4 separate regions of the Sus scrofa genome follow, and all the other regions are linked to region 4. Evidence: chromatin contacts called from public Hi-C and promoter capture Hi-C data. All regions are on one chromosome and are shown on one strand. The core of a region is the stretch at or near the end of the contact, and the rest is flanking DNA. Distances in the headings are between cores, read along the strand shown. Region 1 holds the start of MCOLN1 (mucolipin-1). Region 2 holds the start of SAFB (scaffold attachment factor B1). Region 3 holds the start of STXBP2 (syntaxin-binding protein 2). Region 4 holds the start of GPR108 (protein GPR108).

Region 1 (3,255 bases), core at 572-3,071, 800 kb after region 4:
TAATGGAAGCTGATGTGAAACCATGTGGGCAGCCCTGCCCCATCTGCTCCCCTAACTTAACCCTTGCCCTTCAAAGCCTGCATACACAGTGGGACAAAAGAGTCCCTCATTTATGCATTTAACAAACATCTGTTGATTGCTCCGGTCTCAGCAGGGGGCAAGATAAGCATGGCCTTGGCCCTCACAGAGCTCACAGAGACTCAGTTCAGAAAGTTTTAAAAAGTAATTACAGTATGGTACATTCCAGAAGAAGCATAACAAGACTTCTGATTTAGATGGGGGACAGCTTCCTTAAGGAAGGACTTTATAATCCCACTAATCTCTAATCATCAGTGCTATTTGCCCTGAGATGTGCTATGCTCTTGCATTTTCTCATTTAATTCTCTCAACAGCTCCATGAGGCAGGTAACTTTGACGAAGTTACGCCATTTTGCAAATGAGTAAACTGAGGTACATGGAGTTTAAGTGACTTTTTGGAAGACACAGAAGTTTCCTAGGTCGAAGCTCCTTTTGTCTGCCTTCCAGAGCCTGGGTTGTTAACCTTTATGCTCTAGGACAAGATTGTGCAAAGGCCCTGGGGCTACTGAGAGATGAGCCTGGGGAGGAGGTAGGAGTGGGTGGGGCATGGAACAAAGGGCCGGGTAGACTGAAGTGGGGAGCTTGCTTGACATCCTGGAGAAATAGGAAGACATTAGTAGGTTCTGACAGAGGACTAATATGAATAATCTTTTGAAGCTCCTTCTAGCTGCTGGATGAAGAGTGGAATGGGGAGATCAAGAATGGGAACCTAAGGGAGTTCCTGTTGTGGCTCATCAGGTTAAGAACTGGACTAGCATCCATGAAGTTGGGGGTTCCATCTTTGGCTTTGCTCAGTGAGTTAAGGATCTGTTGGGGAGCTCCCATCATGGTGCAGTGGAAACGAATCCAACTAGGAACCATGAGGTTGTGGGTTTGATCCCTGGCCTCACTCAGTGGGTTAAGGATCCAGCATTGCTGTGAGCTGTGGTGTAGGTCATGGACGTGGCTCAGATCTGGTGTTGCTTCGGCTCTGGCATAGGCTGGCAGCAACAGCTCTGATTAGACCCCTAGCCTGGGAACCTCCATATGCCAAGGGTGTGGCCCTAAAAGGACAAAAGACAAAAAAAAAAAAAAGGATCCATCGGAGTTGCCACAAGCTGTGGCTTAGGTCACAGATGCAGCTCTGATCTGGTGTTGCTGGGGCTGTAGTGTAGGCCAACAGCTGCAGCTCCAATTTGACCCCTAGCCATATGTGCAGCCATAAAATGGAAAAAAAAAAAAAAAAAAGAATGGGAGCCTAAGATCAGGGACGTTGGTACAATGGCAGGGGCCAGGGTGTTGAGGGACTCTGGGCTGATAGCCATAGGAGTGGGGAAAAGTAGTCCTGTTTGGGATATAATTACGAAATTATAGAGGGTTTGATGGTAGTTCAGATGAGAGGGGTTTAAGAGGAATGCGGGGTTTCTGGGGGGTAGGAAGCAGGGCAGTCTTGAGATAAAATGTGGGATCATCACCAGAGTCTGTGGAGGGTAAGGGGGTCAAGCACTGGACATGGAAGTCAAGAGGTTGGCATTGCACGCGGGCATGATAGGGAGCCAGGACCCAGCCAGGGCAAAGTTGGCTCCCTCACAGCCAGCCCATCCCCCAGCACATTCATTTTTCGCCCGTCGGCGCTAGGACCGCACGGCCGTCTAAGGGCTGTAAATCGCCAGCTGAGTCACGCATGCGTGCAGCTCCTGCAGGGGGCGTCGTGGCGCAGAGGGCGGGACCGGATCGCGTCGATTGCTTTTTGAACCGTGTGGGTCACGTGACTGGGGGCGCGAGTCAGCTGATGCGGGAGGGTTTGAAGCTGCACCGCGAGGGAGCGAGGCCGCAGTGACAGCGGCGGGCGTTCGGACCCCGGCTGCGCCGCGGCGCTCGCCCGCGTCCGGTGCTACTCGCTCCGGCATGGCAGTCCCCGTAGGCCCGCGCGGCTCAGGTGAGGGCGCAGGCGGCCCTGCGGGTCGCCGAACGCAGGCGGCGGGCCGGCGGCCGACTTCTCCGACCTAGGGCGGCGGAGCCCCGGGTTTCTCATTCCTCAGCGCCGGTGCTGACCTCTCAAGCTTCCCCGTGGTGGCGATACGGGCTGACGGCTCCTATTACCTGGGCGGCGGGTGGGCACTAGCTTTGCGACCTTGGAGTGGCAGGACTCCCGACCGCCCTTCCTGAACCTAGGCTGTGCTCAGCGTGCCTCAACTCAGGCGACTCCTGGCGGTCAGGGTCCCAGGGTTTGCATTCTGAGTCTAGATTCGGATTGCTCAGCTCTGCCAGAACTCAGACAACCCCAGTTGCATGTGAGATCTCAGATTTTCCTTCCCCAAATCAGGAGGCAAATGTTCAGCTTCTCTAAACCCAGAGAGGAGTGTTGGTCATTGCCTCCTGAAACCTAGGTGCCTAACTCAATTTCAGATCACCAAACTAATGGAAGCTCAGCTTTCCTGACCTCAGTAGCCTCTCATAGGGGACCCTAGAGGAAGGCCGATTGCATTGGTCTTCCCTTCGTTTTTTGTTTTGTTGTTGTTGTTACTTATTCATTTATTTATTTATTTGTCCTTTTAGGGCTGCACCTGAGGCATATGGAGCTTCCCTGGCTAGGGTCTAATCGGAGCTGTAGTTTTACCTACACCACAGCCACAGCAACACAGGATCCGTGCCGAGTCTGCCACCTACACCACAGCTCATGGCAACGCTGGATCCTTAACCCACTGAACAAGGCCAGGGATGGAACCTGCATCCTCATGGATGCTAGTCGGGTTTGTTAACTGCTGAGCCACCCACACCACAGCTCATGGCAACGCTGGATCCGTAGCCCATTGAACAAAGCCAGGGATGGAACCTGCATCCTCATGGATGCTAGTCGGGTTTGTTAACCGCTGAGCCACGACAGGAACACCCGATCTTCCCTTCGTAAGCTAGCTGGAGACATCTAAGAAGTGTCCTGGCTGTTAGAGTCTGGGTGGCTTAGCTGTGATCCCAGCCAGGGAGGCAGCTGGCCCTCCGGCTTCTCATCCAGCCGCTTTGTAAACTACAACAGCATCTGAGCTCCAAAGGAACCAGCCAGGATCTGGCCCTCCTTGCAGGACAGGTTCTGACAGTGCCCATGTTCATCCTGGTGGCTGTGCCAGGCAGGGGGCCAGCCAGGCCCTGGAAAGAAGCAGGGTTCTCCAAGTAGGGGTGGTGGGGTGTGTCAGGGACAGT
Region 2 (3,212 bases), core at 73-2,572, 920 kb before region 4:
TAACCTCCAAAATGCCTCTGCTCTAAGTCAACAAAGTAACAGGCAGAAAGGCGGCAGGGGCAAAGGGCTGAGGAGCTGGTCAACCCAGCCATCTTTGACCTGAGGTAGAAAAACACCCATCAACCTGGGTAGAGGAGAGGTTAGTGGTTCCACTCAACAAGTATCCCAGTGCCTTCTGGGCCTGGGGAGGCGCGGCGAACCCAGGGAACTCACAAGGTCCTGATCCTCAAGAAGCTAGTTCTGACTTGGGAAATGACAACGCCCCGCCCCAGTTTGTGTCAAGTGCCCCTGAGGTGGGAGCAATAAACACAGGATGGTGCGATATGGAGTCAGGGAAGTGCAGCAGAACTTAGGGAGGCTGGTCGGCGACTCGACATCTCAGACCCCAAAATGACAAGGCGCCAGACAGTTGTTGACCTGGGAGAGGAGCAGTCCGGGGGAAAAGCAAGGGAGGAACAAAGGTCCTGGGGCAGGACCCAGCAAAGCACCCTCCACCCCGAGAAATCTCAAAGGATCTTCAGTCTTGGATCTCCAAGAAAGAAAACCTCTCCAAGACAGAAAACCTCAAAGGATCTTTCTCTCTTGGATCTCCAAGACAAGAAACAAGAGCAAGTAACGGAAAGCACTTGTCCAAGGTCACACAAACAGTCTCCAACCCAAACCCCGGGTGCAGTCTAGAAGCCACCCTGCAGCTATAGTGGGCTTTCAGCGCTCTTGAAACGACTAACTAGAAAAAAAGGAGGAGGTAAGACACAGAGAGAAGCGGTGACGAGCCAAGGTCACACAGCCGGATCCCCGCGGTCCCTGACAGCTCGGGCTGGGTTCGGCCACGAGAAGCGGGCCGGAGGCGCCCCGGGCCCGGGAGTCACGGTGACAGGCCCGCTCGGGGGCGTGCCCCAGCTTCCTGCGCCACCCCAGGGCCCCTGGTTGCCTCACCTTCTTGAGTCGCTCCATCAGGACGCTCTTGTTGCCACCCGTGTCCAGGTTCCGCTTCTTCAGCTCCGCCCGCAGATCGATCACCCGCAGATCGCTGAGCCGCCGCGTCCCGGCTTCTGAAGCGCCCGAGACGACACTGGCCGTGCCAGAACCCGAGTCACCGGACCCTGCCGGAGACTCCGCCATCCCGGGCACCCCGTCTCCGCCACCTACTCCTCACACCGCCGGCGGCAGTAGCGGCTCTGAACACAAAATGGCGCCGCCGGCGAGGAAAACGCACTCGCTTCCTCCCGCCCAGTTTTTCCGGCAGCGCATGCGTGCGGCCCCTACCGGGATTCTTAGCAGCAAGCACGCTAGCGCGTCGACCAAACGCACGTGACCCGGCACAACGCGCAGGCGCCGTAACTGCAGTACGCATGTGTGCCGGCTGATCGCGGCGGGAGGCCAGCAAAACGCAACACGCCTGCGCGCAGTTCCCCAAGTCTCTCACCACGCATGGGCAGACGCGACCGGGAGCGTCGAACCCGCGCCGGGTGCGCCTGCGCAGGAGCGAGGCGCGCCGGGGCGGCTGGAGCGGTTCCCTCGCAGGCGGCGCCATTTTGTGCTAGAAGCCGAGATAAATCCTGCCCGGTTCTGTGTGAAGTGGGCGGCGGAGCCAGGGTCCCTGGAATGGCGGAGGCTCTGTCAGGCCTAGGCGATTCGAGTGCGGCGGGCGCAGCCGCTCTGAGTTCCGCCTCGTCGGAGACCGGGACGCGGCGCCTCAGCGACCTGCGGGTGATTGATCTGCGGGCGGAGCTGAGGAAACGGAATCTGGACTCGAGCGGCAACAAGAGCGTTTTGATGGAGCGGCTCAAAAAGGTGGAGCCGGGGCCTTGGGGGTGGGCAGGAAGTGGGTTGGGGGACCCCGGCAGCCACGACGGTGGCGTCCTGGCCTCGGGGTCCGCCCCCGGCCCTGTCTGCGGCCTGCTTTGGGCCTGGCGCTCAGCGCTTCTCCCGGCTTCTCTCTGGCTCCGGCGGGAGCTCCAGGTTCGAAGTCTAGAGTCGCATCGGGGCGAGACTGGGGAAGCGAACGGGGGAAGTTTGGGGTGACGGGTGACATCGGCTAAGGCCTGTGTTTTCCGCATCATTCACTGTTTTTTAGGGATTTTTTTTTTGGTTGGTTTCATCCCAGTCTGCGAAAGTGGACGCGGAACCTTGAAATCCTCATTTCCTCCGCGGCGTGGGGACTGGGCCAAGGTCATTCGACCCGAGTGGGGAGGTGGGGATTTGAACCCAAGCCGTCTGATTCCCTGAGCCCGTGCGGGCCGCGCGGTTCTCCTTTGGGAAGATAGATGCTCCTTGATCCGTTATGGCCTAGAAGCCTTGAATGAACTGTTAAAGTAATCGTTCCGAAAAAAATCTTCCAAGAGAGAGAAAAAACGGCTTAGGGACCTTCCAGCACGGACTCGGGGACACAGCATGCAAAGGGAAGTGCAGTTAGCAATCGCGAGATAGAACATAGAGGGTTGGGGAGAGATCAGGCCCCTGCCAGGCCCAGGGGCCTGATCTTGGGCATGGAAGACATTTACTACCCCTTCTCGATCCTGTTTCTTTTTGTGTTCGAAGAGGAAAGTAATAGTTCTTCCGTGCTAGGATTAAGTAAGATGGCATGAAACAGGCTTGGCGTGTTGCCTAGCACATGTAAACACTCAGAGGTAGTAGGATCGCTGTTACAAGTCACTTTTCTTTCTGTGCCACCGTTTGATATTGGCAAGCGGCAGAGGGTGGTTCTAACCCCTGTCTTGAGGGGTTCTGAGGGATGCGTGTGAAGAGCAGTGAGTTTAAGTAAATGTTGGCGCCTTTCTGTTTCACCCTATGGTTTGCTTTATTCCTGTGGCTTCTTTCTTTGCCTTTTTGCAACCTAGAGACACTTGTCTTGGGTCTTCCGTGTAATCGCTAAGCCTTGCCACTTAATCCAACACCCCCCACCCCACCCCCAAGCCCTCCAGACGGTGCGGTTTGTGACTCATTCCACCCTCCTGCCTCCCAAACAACTGAGGATTGGGGGGTTATTTATTAATTGCTATTTAGAGGAAATGGGGATTATTTTCTATTATCTGGTTGAGAAGCTCAGGCTTGGGAGTGGTGAATTACTTCCCTTGAGTCAGTTGGGTCTAACTCAGAAAGCCTGTGTTTCTTTCAGTATGGATACTAACTTCCTTTACTCAGACAGGTTAGGCATTTGATTAAGATGTTTACCTGGAAAAGATGCAAGCAGGATGAGGGTTGAAGGCACC
Region 3 (3,225 bases), core at 483-2,982, 900 kb after region 4:
CTCAGGGTAGCCCTCTGGCACCACCTAAATTAAGCATTCCCCAACCCTTGGCACTTGTTATCTTGTCACTGTTTATTTCCTGAAGGCATAATTGATTGTTTTCTGTCTCCTGCTCTTCCTCTGTTCAACTTTTTAACTCAATGGATTTTGTTGCATTTATAGTTGTACAACAATCATCGCAACCCAATTTTATAGCATTTCCATCCCAAACCCCCAGCCCATCCTGTCACCCCCAACGTGTCTCCTTTGGAAACTAAGTTTTTCAAAGTCTGTGAGCCAGTATCTGTTATGAAAAGAAGTTCACTGTGTCCTTTTTTAGATTCCACATGTAAGTGATAGCATATGACACTAGTGTCTCACTAACTTCACTTGGCATGATAATTTTTGGGTCCATCCATGTTGCTGCAAATGCCATTATTTCTTTCCTTTTAATGTCTGAGTAATATTCTAACGTGTATATGTACCACATCTTTTTTTATCCACTTCTCTGTCAATGGGCTCTGTTCAACTTTAAGTGCCACCTGGCAGGCTTTCTGATTTTTTTTTTCCTTTTTTGCTTTTTATGGCTGCACTCACAGTATATGGAGGTTCCCAGGCTAGGGGTCCAATCAGAACTACAGCTGCCGGCCTACACCAGAGTCACAGCAACACAGGATTTGAGCCCTGTGTGTGACCTAACCACAGCTCATGGCAATGCCAGATCCTTAACCCAGTGAGCGAGGCCAGGGATTGAACCCGAAACCTTGTGGTTCCTAGTCGGATTCATTTCCACTGTGCCATGATGGAAACTCCAGCCTTTCTGATCTTATTCACTGCTGGGACTCTACACCTGTCCCATGTAAGTGGCAGAGGGCCCAGCACCTGGTTGACTCTTAAACATGATCAGATAAAAGCACTGATCTGGAACTGAACCAGTTCAGGAGTCTTTATTTACACGATGTGTCACACTTTAAATCCAGGACCCCATTTGTCTGGGTGCTGTTGGACTGTGCCCTCTGCCTAACAAGGTGTCAGCCCTTAGCTGGTGCACAGCAGGCGCAGGCCCTGAAATTTGGAGTTGAGTGTGAATTGAGGTGTGTGTGAGTGTGCAAGCAGTTGAACATGCCACTGAATCCCTGTGTGTATCAGCAAGATTGTGACAAGCATACTTCCTGGGACAGACTGGTGTTTCCCATTGCAATAGGCCTACTCCTCACGTGGCCTTCAACAAGGGTCTGAGCCGTGGTTTCATTGTCTATCCTCCTCCTGTCAGGATCCATGGAGAATCTGGCACCAGTCCCTAGCACACAGTAGGCGCTGGCTTAGCTCCAGCTATTGCTACAAGCCTCCTCTCCAGTTTCATCAGTTGTTGCCCAAGCCCGCTATTGCTGCTAAACTCGGGTACAGAAGTGACTCACAGTGGCCCCGCGGCTCTGGGTGGGCACACAGTATCCTTGAGACACAGAGAAACTTCTGGCAGAGTGGAGCTCTGCCTGGGGAAGATTAAGGGATTTTTGCCTTGCAATCCCACTTTCCCGCTGGACACAAGCGAGGGAAGTGTGTCTGAGCTCACGTCTGTGAGCGTGTCCTCGGGATATGCCCCTTCAGGGACTAGGTGCACGTCTAAGTGGACACATCCGTGGACTAGTTCCGCGAAGAACCCTTCTTTCTCTCCGAGAACAGACGGCGGGGCGGGGCCAGGTGCGCAGGGGCGGGGCCAGGTCCCGCTGGGCGGGGTCCACGTGGATGACGCGAAGGGCCACGCCCCCACCTTGGGACAGACCCGGAAGCGGCGGCGCCCCTAGGGGAAGATGGCGCCCTCGGGGCTGAAGGCGGTGGTGGGGGAAAGTGAGTGCCGCTCCGGGGACGGGCTCTTGCGTCCCCTGGGGGCGGGGGCTGGGGGCGCACGGACCTTGGGACCCAGGCGGTGGGGAGTCGGGGGCCAGTCTGGGCGTCGAGCACAGGACCTTCGAAGGGGCGGGCGGGGACTTGGCCTTAGCTGGACGTCCCAACTCTACCGTGAGAGAGCGGAACAAAGTTGGGCGACTGGACTCCGCGAACCCAAGGGGATCAGACTAAGCGGGGCGCAGCCAGGTGCCAAGCCTGGACTCCGGGACCCGCTGGGATGACAGCGAGGGGTTATGGCACAGCTAGACATCCAGAGACCAGGGTCTCTGAGTCAGGCAAAGTCCGACAGGCTGGACCCCTGAGGCCCCGTGATGCGGACTGGGGCCGGGCTGGGTGTGCTGATGCGTGACCCCAGGTGGTGAGAGTGCCCAGGGGGCGTGTCCAGGCCCCTATCCAGGTCCAAGAGTAGGGGACGCCTTCCTCCTTCTCCAGTCCCCAGGAGCTCCATGCAGCGGCGGGGCGGGGGGAGGGGGGAGAGGTACCCAGGCGTCCAGGCCTCGCGGGCCGGGTTCTTGGAGGAGGGGTGGAGGTCGCTCCCTCCCCCACCTCCGGTAGTTCCGGCCTCAGCAGCTCCTTCCGCCCTGGCCCAGGCTGCCTTGATAACACTGTACATGACAGTCTTGCTGGGCGGAGCTGCCCTGTCCCTTCTACCCACTCCCTTCACTAGGCAGCGCGGAGTGTGGCTCAAACGCCCAGCAACCCAACTGAAAAAGGAGCTTCTTATACAGGGGTTAAAGGGGAGGCAGGAAAGCCACTGCTTCCATTTTACAGATGAGACAACTGAGGCTGGAAGTTGAGTAATGGGATGACCACAGCCAGGCACGCCTCAGAGCAAGGATCTAGGGATCCTGAGTTCTGGTTCAGGGGAAACTGATGGAGGTGGAATGAGGGCGTGGCTGAAATCTCACCAAGAGAACTCAAATAGCAAGAGTTCTCTCAAATAGCTGAGGCCAGCTCTGGAGGCAGGTAGACCTGTTATGTGAGTCCTGGCTTTCCAGTTATTTGTTTATCTAAAAGCATTTATCCAGTGGCTACTTATGCTGTAGGCATTTGGCCACTTAGATGCCCAGGGTGCTTAGGCAACTTAACTTCTCTCTGAAAGTCAATGTCCTTGTCTATAAATCGAGGGTGACCAGGAACTACCTCACAGGACTAGGGGGAGAAGTTACTGGGAGTTCAGATGGAGGTGCTGCCCCGGACCCAAAAGGTTTTGTGGTGTGGTGGGCCCAGAGGACCCAGCATTCTGAGCCTGGCCCTCACTTCCCTGCAGAAATTTTGAGTGGAGTCATTCGGAGCGTCAAGAAGGATGGGGAGTGGAAGGTAGGAGCAAGACAGAAT
Region 4 (3,175 bases), core at 439-2,938:
TAAAACTGAGTTGGCAGGTGTAATCTTCTCACAGCATCCCCGAGAGGCAGCTGTGTAGGAACCAACCCATGGAAATTGATCTGCATGGTACCTGGTTCACAGCGGGTACAATAAACACTAACTACTCTCTCTCTCTTATTTTAGGGCTGCACCCACAGCATATAGGGGTCAAATTGGAGCTGCAGCTGCTGGTCTACACCACAGCCACAGCCATGCCAGAGACGAGCTGTGTCTGTGACCTACACCATAGCATGCAGTAATGACAGATCCTTAACCCACTGAGTGAGGCCAGGGATCGAACCCAAATCCTTGTGGATACTAGCTAGATTCGAAACGTGCTGAGCCACAATAGGAACTCTTAGCTACTCATTTGATTCAAGGAACTGGGCTGTCTTGTTCACTGGCATGCTCCCCTCCCCACCCCTCTCCGGCTCAGTGCCTAGCACATATTGCAGGAAATATTATTATTCCCATGTTATAGATGAGGAAAGAGAGGCCAAGGGACTTGCCCAAGATCACACGGGTGAGAGGCATAGCTAGGATGGGAATCCAGAGCTGGGGGGGGGGGGTTGTGGGGGAGAAGCCCAGAAACTTCTGCACCTCTCCCTCCTCCAGTACCGCACTCCTCAAAGCCCCTCACCAGCGGAGCTTTCTCTTCTGTCTCCTGGAGGCCCAGCCGCAGGAGGCTCAGGTCTACCTCCAGAGAGCCGTTGGTGTAGAAGCCAAAGCTGTTCAGCTGGATGTCGGCTCGCTTCTCCCCCTGCCGGCGATGAAGGAGACAGAAGCAGCTGAGACTTCCCACTAGCCCAGCCCCAGAGTTGTGGCACGAGGTTTCCCCAAGGGCTGTGGTCACCTCCTGGTATGCCTAGATTTAGGACGGGTCCAAAGGGTGACAGAAGAGGCTGAGAGGGCCACCCCTGGAGGCTGTGACCCCAATCTCAGGAAGGGACAGAGTGGCCCCGGATCCTCTGGCCACTTTTCAGAGTCTAGGAAGAGAAAGTCTGGGACCCCTGGAAGTCCCTCCACTGGATGAGTACCACCCGGAGAGCAGAGTTACGAATCTTGGAGTGCCTGGCCCTCACCTCCCAGAAAATTTTTTGATTCCAGCTGAGCCCCTAGAGTGCAGAGATTTCAACTGAGCCTCCAAGATCTCGATAAGTACTCAGAGGACTCCAGTCTAGAACCCCCAGGGACTTCCCTGGGCGGTGTTAAGGGCCCCTGGCGCCCCCAAATGGATCCCCAGAATTTACAGGGCTCTGAGTCCTGGGTCCCCGGAGATGAAGCCCCGCCCCAAGCCGTGGGCGGGGCACGACCCCCTCACAGCCGGCCAGGCAACTCCAAAGGGAGGATTGAGGGGGATCCTCGGACGAGGCCACTTCGGGCCTGGACGCGGGGGGCGCCGGACCGCTCCATCCCGTGTAAGGAGCGGGGGAGGTAGGACGAGACCACTCCAAGCCAGGGGCTTCTCCAGGCTAAAGCTGCGTCCCCCACTCAAGACTGCTGCGCGGCAGGACTCACCGTCAGCGTCAGCCGGTGGATGCGCCCAGAGCAGCCTCCTAACAGCAGCAGCAGAAAGAGCCGCTGGCCCCACTCCGCGGGTCTCCCGCGGGCGAGCCCCCTCCTCTCGCTCACTGCCATCTCTGGAGCCACCGCCTCCCCTGATACCGCCTCTGACGCCTCCAGGCCCGCCTACCGGTGAACCAATCGCCGTACGGTGGGGGCCGACTCTTTGGCATTTTCGGCCCGCTCAACCAATCATCGATCTTCTCCTCTCGAGGCCGCCCCCTTTACGACACCAAATGGACAGCACCGGTTCCGAATGGGAATGCTGATGTCAGTTAATCCCGCCTCCACTCTCACCAATCACTAGAAGGATTGTCCCTGATGTAATTTGATAAACAGACCCTCCAACCAATTGTGATGGATCTGATATCCGGCCCCCAAAGGGGAATTCCTCCATCCACCCTTAACTGACTGACCAGTTCAGAACTACATTACCCAAAACGGAGGGGTAGCAGACGGCTCATTGGGAGCCTTCAATAAACTACATTTCCCAGTATCCCTAAGGACGGACTTCCCCTTTGTACCCCAGGGATGTGGCTCCCAGCCAAAGTTCAGGCTTTTGGTAAACACATGCATTTGCTGAAGCCTATCTTCTCTCCTAATCTTCCTGATCCACGGAGAGGCCAAAACCTAGCCCCAAGCTAAATCTTGACCCTTGGGTGACCTATGATCCCAGGCTGAATTCCCAGCCTTAGGTGGACGCTTCTATCCTGGAGTGAGGCAACTGGAGGCTCACCCCCAGGTTCCAGGCTAGTCTTGTCTCAGGCTGAGCCCTGACCTCAGCCTGAAACCCTGACTCCCCCACCCGTTTTTACCCTCAACCTATACCTGGTTGAGCTTCCACCTGGACTGAGCTCTGACCTCAGATTAGGACTAACCCCTGACTTCAGATAAGGACTGATCCCTGGACCTCAGTCTGAATCTGAGGCCTTCATTTGGGTGGCTGACCCTTCTGCTAAGGCTCTGATCCCAGACCCTATCCCAACTGTGATGAGGACTTGAGATCAATCCCAATTTCAGTTAGAGGTTGAGACCCTACTCTCAGGCTGAGCAACTGAGTCCCAGATCCCAGGCCGAGGTCCTGACTGAGTTCCTGATCCTTTAACCTCTGGAACACAGGTCCACTTTACAATTTCAGGTTTTCTAACTCACAAGCCACCAGCAGGTGGGGCCAGGTCCCCGTAGAGCCATCTGTCCCAGTGTGGGCTCCTGGAGCTATCCTCCTGGGCTTCCCACCTGTGTACAGGGAGCCTGCGGACTCAGAGCCTAACCTGCCCTGGGGGCTCGGGGCCCCCAGCCCCAGCAGGGCGGCTGTCACCTCTGTAGCCAAAGAGAAAGCACCTAAAGCAGGAGAGGATGAAAGAGGTTGCTGCAGAGATTTCTCCCCTTTTATCCCAGTGCCTCAAAGGAATTAACAAGGTGTGAACAGACTTTTATGAGAGGCGACGGACTTCCAAGCCCCAGGGCAAGGGGGTTGGAGGGGAGAAAGGAGACATTGTCGGAATCCTAGGATTTGGAGACTTTTAAACCTGATTGGGCCTTAATGCATGCGACTGGAAAATGGGCAGGTGCAAGTACGAACCGAACCGGACAGCAGATGGGGAAAGGCTTG

What was found. Promoter capture Hi-C pulls out the DNA fragments that hold promoters and counts their contacts. Hi-C and Micro-C count contacts between places; a contact is called where the count stands out from the background.
Region 1: a contact with region 4 is called in a promoter capture Hi-C map of liver, with 3 times the contacts expected there. The contact joins the promoter of MCOLN1 here to the promoter of GPR108 in region 4. A contact is called at or near these places in 1 of 5 promoter capture datasets (liver) and 5 of 47 Hi-C or Micro-C datasets (embryonic fibroblasts, heart right ventricle, liver and 2 more).
Region 2: a Hi-C map of liver shows a contact between it and region 4, with 3 times the contacts expected there. The contact joins the promoter of SAFB here to the promoter of GPR108 in region 4. A contact is called at or near these places in 2 of 47 Hi-C or Micro-C datasets (heart right ventricle and liver).
Region 3: a contact with region 4 is called in a promoter capture Hi-C map of liver, with 4 times the contacts expected there. The contact joins the promoter of STXBP2 here to the promoter of GPR108 in region 4. A contact is called at or near these places in 2 of 5 promoter capture datasets (fetal liver and liver) and 1 of 47 Hi-C or Micro-C datasets (liver).

What each region holds. Positions count from the first base shown.
Region 1 is chr2:71,611,890-71,615,144 of Sscrofa11.1, reverse strand. It overlaps MCOLN1 (mucolipin-1), which reads left to right and starts at 1,821. Exons shown (of 14, transcript XM_003480808.4): 1 at 1,821-1,996. The coding sequence starts at 1,966.
Region 2 is chr2:73,332,604-73,335,815 of Sscrofa11.1, reverse strand. It overlaps SAFB (scaffold attachment factor B1), which reads left to right and starts at 1,322. Exons shown (of 21, transcript XM_021084024.1): 1 at 1,322-1,794. The coding sequence starts at 1,432. SAFB2 (scaffold attachment factor B2) reads right to left here and starts at 1,274. Exons shown (of 18, transcript XR_002341685.1): 1 at 937-1,274.
Region 3 is chr2:71,511,953-71,515,177 of Sscrofa11.1, reverse strand. It overlaps STXBP2 (syntaxin-binding protein 2), which reads left to right and starts at 1,732. Exons shown (of 19, transcript XM_003123150.6): 1 at 1,732-1,827; 2 at 3,158-3,207. The coding sequence starts at 1,791. All of the region lies in intron 1 of PCP2 (Purkinje cell protein 2 homolog), which reads right to left.
Region 4 is chr2:72,416,734-72,419,908 of Sscrofa11.1, reverse strand. It overlaps GPR108 (protein GPR108), which reads right to left and starts at 1,688. Exons shown (of 18, transcript XM_021083982.1): 1 at 1,519-1,688; 2 at 641-760. The coding sequence starts at 1,638.